Linked DNA regions of Sus scrofa: region 2 is linked to region 1. The links are chromatin contacts, called in public Hi-C maps. All regions are on one chromosome and are shown on one strand. Each heading gives the region's core, a stretch centred on a gene start, on an enhancer-like site or on the middle of the called end of the contact. The rest is flanking DNA. Distances are from core to core; before and after follow the strand shown. Region 1 holds the start of CLN8 (CLN8, transmembrane ER and ERGIC protein). Region 2 has its middle 21 kb from the start of MYOM2.

The links. A called contact is a pair of places that touch in the nucleus more often than the background predicts.
Region 2: a contact with region 1 is called in a Hi-C map of fetal skeletal muscle, with 3 times the contacts expected there. The contact joins the enhancer-like site here to the promoter of CLN8 in region 1. A contact is called at or near these places in 1 of 5 promoter capture datasets (fetal skeletal muscle), 23 of 47 Hi-C or Micro-C datasets (adipose tissue, alveolar macrophages, blood and 15 more) and 2 of 2 datasets of contacts at active chromatin or transcription factors (alveolar macrophages and skeletal muscle).

What each region holds. Positions count from the first base shown.
Region 1 is chr15:33,286,611-33,290,659 of Sscrofa11.1, forward strand. CLN8 (CLN8, transmembrane ER and ERGIC protein) reads left to right here and starts at 1,685. Exons shown (of 3, transcript NM_001244565.1): 1 at 1,685-1,909. LOC110257074 (splicing factor, proline- and glutamine-rich-like) reads right to left here and starts at 1,718. Exons shown (of 2, transcript XM_021075674.1): 1 at 1,232-1,718. The coding sequence starts at 1,698.
Region 2 is chr15:33,506,632-33,510,532 of Sscrofa11.1, forward strand. No RefSeq gene overlaps it. Among named protein-coding and RNA genes, the nearest start is that of MYOM2, 21 kb to the right of the region's middle. Within about 2 kb of position 1,655, at least 21 of the 83 cell types and tissues checked have an H3K27ac peak or open chromatin away from gene starts, as enhancers often do. A contact at or near this core is called in alveolar macrophages, brain, fetal skeletal muscle and 1 more, where this site is marked.

The DNA.
Region 1 (4,049 bases), core at 435-2,934:
AAAGTAGCATAGCAGAAAAATACAGTCCTTGAACATCTTAACCTAAGCTGAGAAATTTACTGCCAGCATGCTAATCAGGTCACCACTTCACCTTTCTGAGCCCAGTTCCTCATTTGAAAGGCGGACCTGGTCACAGCATGCACAGAGGACACCAAGAGTGAGGGCAATGACTGGGGAAGTGGCAGCACCTTGAGCACCAGATCTCTGTTTCTACAGGAGACTCAGGATTTAGCTGAACCTTGATGAGAATCAGAAAATCAGAAGATACAATCATTGTTGATACTTTGTTTTCAAGAGGTGTTGATAATTTAAACATCTTATTTCATCCTCAAATTCTCTTCACCACTGGGAGACTTTGGGAAGGGGAAGCAACACAAAACAAGAGTGAGTCTCCAGAGCTGTCGTTTTTAATCCAACTCAGTACATTTACTGTGTGTCTCTCATATGGTCTCCCTACACCAGGGTGGGTGTAGGGAGGAAAGAAGGCTTTCCATGTGATTTCCCGTATTTTCAGCAGATGTGTGTGAATCATGGGTGATTCCCAAGTGCTGGGGATACAGGAGTGACAGGCACATTCCCAAGTGCTGGGGATACAGGAGTGACAGGACCACATTCTCCTCCCATGCTGCTAACATTTTAATCAGAGGACACAGAAAATAGCTAAAACAAACCCATGAAAATACAAAGTGTCCAGCGGTGATAAGTTCAGGAAAGAAAGAAGATTCAGGGTGAGATCAGGGGAGGGCAGGCTGTAGGGACACGTGAGCATTAGGCTGGCCTGGGGTCAGGTCTGCATCTACTCTTCACACCTGAGGTCGGAGCTCAAGCAGGTAGTTTCAGCTGGTGGATGTGGAGCCCCGGGCTCTCTGAGTCAGGCCTGGAGAGGGTGCTCCTGGCTGTCTGGATCCTGGCACCTACACCCACTAGTGAACTCTAGGACCCCAGCGGCACCTCGCGGGTGCCCTGCACATGGGCTATGGGCTACCCCAGGGGGGCTGGCAAGGCCTGACTGCACCGCCCACAGTACGCGCTTCACAAGCTGTCAAACAGCTAAGGCCTTTTTTACACTCTGCAGACAGGTGAGCCACGCAGCCTGCTCCGGGTGCTAATGCGGAATCCTCCCACCGTACCAGCCGGCGTTGTGATCCTTTCCGGTTCACAAATGCGGATTCTGAGCGCAGGGTTGGCGTGGTGGGAGCAAGGCTGACAGGGGCAGGAAGCGAAACTGCACCTGAGGCTCGTTCCGTGGCCCTGGGCTGGCCTCTGCAGAGGTGCGGGCTGGGTTGGACCAATGTCACCGCCGGGAAAGGGCGGCCTCCCGCGGACCTTGGCAGCCGAGCTTTCAGGGGGCTCCGTGGGGTCTCCTAGGGTCCTCCGCAGGGTCGTCCCCGCGGGCGGTGAGTTCAGAGGCGTCGCCGAACCTGGGGGCCCCGGGACCCCCGCGAGCTCTGGGTGGACTCGGAAGACTCCTTCCTGGTTTAGCACCGCTCCGGAAGGGTCGACCTGGGACGGGAGGGGTAAGTCCCGGGCCAGCTCACGGTACAGGCCAGTGAGGAGGGGCGGCGAGTGCAGATCCGGCCCCCCTCCCACAGTACAGCCCGCGCCCCCCCCGGTATGGTACAGCCCACTCCCCCCCCCGCGGCTGCGCCCTTGGTAGCGTCCGGCCGCGGTGCGTTTTTCCCCATCCCGAATGCGCATGCGCGGCGGCTTGGGCGCGGGTCGTGACCCATCTTTGTGCAGGTGGACGCTGGGCGCTGGTGGGTGTGTGAGTCTTGTCTGCTCCTCATCTTGGACCGCAGAACCCCGCGTCCTCGCGCGGAGGAGCCCCGCGTGACCACGTCTGGCCTGCGGTGCTTGGAGGCCTGGGCTGACTGTGGGCCGTGGACCGGTCCGGCCGCCCGGTCCGCAGGTGAGCGGGGCAGGGGGCGGGTCACGCCGTCTGCAGGTGAGCCGGGCAGGTTCAGGTCGGTCTGGCGCTCCGTCGACAGGTGAGCGGTGGAGCAGAGGCCAGTTCCGCCCGTGTACCGATGAGCCGCGTGGGGGCTCGATCCGAGCGGAGTGGGAGCCAGTCCGGGCCCCGGTAGCAGGGGTGCAGCCGGCTGGTCCACCTGGGAGCTCAGCCCCTTCCGAGAGTCCAGGTCTTGCACGCTGAGGGACTGGTCAACGAGCGTCTTATCCCTGATTATTAGAGCTGAGCAGTAAGTTCCTGGGGTGACTTCAGAGATGTTCACTGCAGAGTGGTCTGTGCACAGACTCCCTCGAGAAGAGGGTTTACAAGAGAACTGTGAACATCATGCTGAAAAGAATTAGGCGAAAGGCAGCGTGTATGTTTTTCATGAAGAAGAAAAAAAACGTAAAAGCTCACATTTGGCAAGAGGATTGACCCAGCACCCCGCCCCCCCAATATAGTAATAGTGTTTAGAGCTGGGTAGGAGGATTACTAGGTTTGAATTTTGTATTTTTATGCTGGTTTATATTTTCTGAATTTTGTTTATTGAGCATGTTGTTTCTTTAATCTTGGAAAAAATCTTTTTGAACTGACGAAGTGTAACTCTCAAAATGTTAGAAACATCTGTCCAGCTGATAAGGAGCACATGTCAGTTTGCATTATCTGACTGAGCAGGGATGCCACTGGAGAGCAATGAGCCACAGCCTTTGGGATTTTACCTTCTTTGGGCCAAGAGGAGAGCTTTTGTGTCTTGTCAGTGTTGCCAGGTTAACCTCATAGACTGAAGTCTGGGCCTGTCTCACTGTTGTCTCTCCTGGAAAGTCAAGTGAACCCTCAGGGGTTTGTAAGCAGCAATTCAGCATGACATAAAACAGCATGAGTTCTCCTCTTTTTTGGGCAATATTTCCAACTTTTGTATCAGTTTAGCCACCAGTGATCAGAAGGTGCTCATAGATGCTTCTTTGTCAGAGCTGGGGGGCCCTGGTGGCCAGGGTCACATCCTGGGGACCCTACTGCCTGGCTACTGTAGTGCCGGGGCTGACACTCTAATAAATTTCAAAAAAATCGCCTGGTCTGGTGCAATAGAAGCCACTAAACCTTATACAAAAAAGAATGAGAGGAAGTTTTTGTAAATAGATCTTATAGAAAATGGGACGTGGGGAGTCAGGGGACAAGGCCTCCCCCCCCGCCCCCCAGGGAATCACCTCCCTCATGGCCACAGTTCCTCTACCTCGACCTCCGAGGTACTGGGATGGTGAGCTTCGAAGCCACCAGGATTGAAGGAACAGCGTCATCAGTGCTCATGGGTCTGCGGCCGTGTCAGGGAAGGCAACAGTGGCCCCAGGTGACAAGAAGCCCTCAGTCTGGGGACTGGGGGGAGGCAAGCCTGCAGCAGCAGGACAGGGTGACCCCAGGGTACCCTGTGCCAGGGAAGGAGAGGGGTCTGGTCAAGGGGAGTGGGCACTGGGGCTCTGCCCTCCCACCTAGTCTGTGCTGCATCCAGAGCAGGGCCTGGCTCACCCTGGGGGTGCCACCTAGTCCAAGGCAACAGCGCCTCCGCTCGTCCCTGAAGAGCCCCCACCCAAGGCCTGGCCCTGTCCCCTCATGCCTCAGGTGGATCAGCTCACTCCTGTGTCCCGGAGACCCATGGGGACAGGTCAGACCCAGAACCTCTGTGCTGCAGCGGTGTAGGAAGGGGTGTAACCAGGAGGATTAAAACAGATGGGAATAGGGCGTGTTTATAGGGTTTAAAGGGTGACAAGTGTTGGGTTTTTATAGGGAGTTGTTTCTGTTTCTTGATGGCCCTGGGGTGGTGGTGGTGGGGTGTCCCTGCTTCTGCTCTGGCTCACCTGAGTCTTTGTTGCAGTGTTGGACCTTAATCCATCTGCATTTCTTTCTCTAGATAAGACACTAAAAGGTTAACTCTTCAGGAAGGTTACCTTGAAGTGTTGTGGACCCAGAAGCCAGGCTGAAGCTTTCTCTGTGGGGAGAATTTGAAAGGCTGGTGTTTCGTCCTGGATTTCTGGGTCCTGGGAGCAAGTCCCCCATTACTGCCTGGAATGCTTGCACCACGCCTGCTGCCCTCCCCCCTTGGTCCTTG
Region 2 (3,901 bases), core at 405-2,904, 220 kb after region 1:
CAGGCTCACTGCCCCCAACACCCGATGCTCAAGACGACATCCTGGTGGCCATCCTCCCTCCCCCCCAGACCAAGGCTTGGGTTTGAGCCAGTCCTCCTGACCTTGAAACCCCTCGAGGACAGACAAGGGATCTCAGTTAAAGTGGTGACAATGTCTCTTCAGTTCCTACCCACAGTGGGAAGGGCCAGGGCCCCCGGGATTCACACAGAGGTGACAGCAACTTCCAGGGAGGCTGAAGGAGCAGGACGGGACACAGGGGACCCGGGGACGGTGCCAAGGCCTGCTGTGTGTCTGCAGGTGGCAGTTTCCAGAGTCAGGACTCTGCCCTCCCCAGGGCCTGGGACCCCGGCCCTGTCCTTCCTGAAGATTCTGTCTGGAAGGCATGACTCTAGGGCCCTTGACAGATGCTCCTGGGCTGTGGCAGGTCCACAGCTGTCCCCACACAGAGGAGGAGCTCACTCTCATCAGCTCTAGTTAGTAAATGCTCTTGGGAGGGTCAGGGCTGCAACTGGCACAGACAGTGGGCTCTCCCGGCAGCCTGGGGCCTCTTTGGGGTCTGTCCTCCTGGGACACAGCTTCAAGGGGCTGGTGGCCCTGTTGGAGTTTGGCGGACAGTCCTGGTGTTGAAGTCTGGATGGAGCTGTGGGGTCCTTGGGCAGAACAGGCAGCCCTGTTGGGGGCAATGCTCAGAGACCAGTGAGATTCAAGTCCAACCCCACGCCTTTTCTGCAAATTCGATATTAACCTTTCTTATGCATTCCGATAACATCTTCTACTTCCATGGCATAATTTGGAAATGCTCTAAAATTTGAGCAGTGATGGTATAATTGGGCTTGCACATATGATCTAAGAAAAAAAATTAATATCTGAAAAATATACATCACATCCTTTGCCGCGGTTTCAGCATTGTGTCATCATTGAAATGTACTGCACACGCCAAGCCAGGCTGCCCTGTTTCCTCCTGGGTTTTAGACCACGGGCCCCTCTGGATAATGTAGGAGTAACTTGATATCGGGTCTGTGGGTCACGAAGGCTGTTTTCCTTCAGCCGGCGTTCCTGGGATGTGGGAGGTCAAGACCGAGGCCTCCGTGGCCAGCGCAAAGCTGCACAACAGCTGTGGCCATTTAGAGCGTGTTTACTCTGCAAATGAAACTTTGGGATGCTAGAGGGAACTTACAGGAGGATGTGGTCACGTCTGCTGCTCTAAAAGCAGCTTCAATTTGGGTCTGAAAGGCCCAGGACGGCAGCCTTTGTGAGCTGTGGCTGGCGGAGCCCAAGGCCATGGTAACCAGACGTAGGGATGGCAGTAAATCTCAGTTTCTGTCAGGGCGCAGAGTCCTGGAATCTCCTCCAAGGCAGGGCACCTTCGGGGCAAAATCAGCACCTTCAGGGCAGCTGGCTTGGGGCGGGGACAGGACCGCAGCATGTCTCGTGTGCAGACCTCACCGGCAGTTCCCATTCCATTTCTTCTGCACTTTTCTGCCATTCATCCTCAGTGTCCTCCTCCTTGGAAGGACTTTACAGCCGACGCCCTGATCTGCCAGGCACTGTTCTGCACACATGGCGCGTCCCATCCCCTCTTGCTGGTCACAGACCCTGTCTGTAAACACCCAGGGCAGGGACACAGCAGAGCAGTGTCCACGGCCGCCTTTGTGTGTGTGAAAGCGGCTGTGGGAACAAAGGACAGACAAAGGCTCTTTCTTACTGTGGGCTCTGGTCTGAATTCCTCGTGTTTCCTCGGTTCCAGCGGGATGGCATCCAGGAGCAAATGCGACAACTGCTCCCAGAGCAGGGACCACAGTAGAGAAAAGCAAGAGGAAGCTGTTAATTCCTCACAGCTCTCCTTAGTGGTTAAAGGGTTTTCTTTGATGTCGATCTCTGTGTCCCTTTGCCACAAAGTCGCAGTCCAGGGAGTTTGTGAGCGTGTCAGCAAGGTCCTTCTCTAAGCCTTGGCTCTGGTCCCCACCCCCGCCCCGTCCAGTCACTAATCGTTTCTGATACTTTCTTTGGCCCCGTTCAAATGCATTAAACTCAAATGGCTATTCGGATTCTAGGAAGGGAAGGATCCTATCAAAGCGGAAGTAGGAGCAGTTATTTCAGCAGTTCTTGAGTTCCTGCTGTGCCATGAGCATGAGCAGGCCTAGCACAGCTGTGCCCCCGCCGCTGGTATGACTGGGGTCCTGAGGGTCAGGGAGGGCTTCCTGGAGAAGGCAGTCCCAAGCCCAGTGCAGGACAGACCCCGGGACGCCGTAGCTGGGGGACTGCTGTTGGTGGCAAGCCAGACAAGCGAGGGATGGGCAGGTGGCTGAGCAGGGCTGGCTGTGGGCTTGGCGTGGTTGTGGGGAGCATGGGAGGTGACGGGAGGGGAGACAAGGTCATGGGGGCCAGTGCTTCCAGAGGGCCCCTTGGGTCTTGCCTTTGACGCGCGATGGGCCTTCAGAAGGTCCTCAGCCTTGGGCACTAGTGGATGGAGGAGCGGGATGCAGTGAGGGTGCCTGTGCCAAGGCCATTGGGCTGTCCACCCATCCCCACGATGTGTCCCCATGAAGCTGAGGCAGGGAGGACAATGCTGTGAGTGAGCAAGACAGGTGCTCAGCACCTGTGGGCGGAGGGCTGTGACCGCAACAGAGCCCTGAGACCCTTGAGTGCAGGGTGGGTGATCTTCTGCCCCCTCAGGAGCAGGGACCAAGCGGGGAAGGGGGGGTGGTTAGAACCATCTTGCGGGAGAAAAGCAAACTCATCAGTGACTTCGACATCCTGAGGGACAAGCATCAAAGACCAGAGGCCCCTGACTGCCTCCTCCACCCCCATCCCTCTGCTTTGTTTCCCATGAACCAGGGCTCAGCACAGGTGGGGGACACAGTGGGACTCAGCCCTCGGCTGCCCCTTGGCAGGAAGCAGAGAGCCCCCAGTCCTCAGCGGACTGGATGTGGACTGCGTCAGATGAGATTTGAGATTCCAGAAACTGCGGGGTCGTGGGGGAGGGGGGAGCTGCCAGGATGCCCCTGCCCACCTCCAACTGCTGCTTGTTTTTGTTTTTCTCATTCTGGGTAGCCAGTACTTGGTCCCGCCCCACATGGCCAGGCACTTTCTAAGCCCCAGAAACGCCAGCAGGAATCAGCTGCCTTACCCATCAGTGTTTCCAGACCTCAGGTGTGACTCATGCATCAGGAAATCAATCTGCTGGGATGCAGCTGCACCTATGGATTGAAATAGAGCAGAATAACCAACATCAGAGCTTATCACACAAAGTGGGGGTGAGCAGTTATCCCCCCCTACAGACACACAAATACAGACACACAGACAGGCATACATAGACACACACAGACACATAAATACAGATACACACAGACACAGACTCACACAGAGACACAAACACAGAAACACAGACATACTCACACACAGACACAGATACTCAGACACACACATACAGACACACAGATACACACACATGGGCCGACACACGCAGACACACACATGTCCTCCAGGGGCCACAGGAAGGGTCTTAATTGGCTGCCCCTCTGTGCCCACCTGCCTGGCCTCCTCTCCTGCTCCTGGGATGTTTGTATCACACAGCCAGCATCATCTTTGGTTAGAAGTCAGGGGGCTCCTGGGGGGGGGGTGTCTCAGGGAGACAGGCCAGGAGGAGGTCCAGCTGTGGAGATCCCGACAGCCATGTGGACATGGAGATGACTGTTTGTGACTGCTGTCTATATGCAAATCTCTGTCCAGACTTACATCTCTATTTCTAGAAAACGTCTGTCATAAGGTATTTGCTCCCATGATGCTGGAGGCTGAGGAGCCCTAGAGGCGCCCGGGATAGCTGGTGGGTGGTGCAGCTGGAGGCCGGAGGCCTGGGGGCCTCTGTGTCGACCTCTTCCCTTGCCCTGAATCTGAGGGC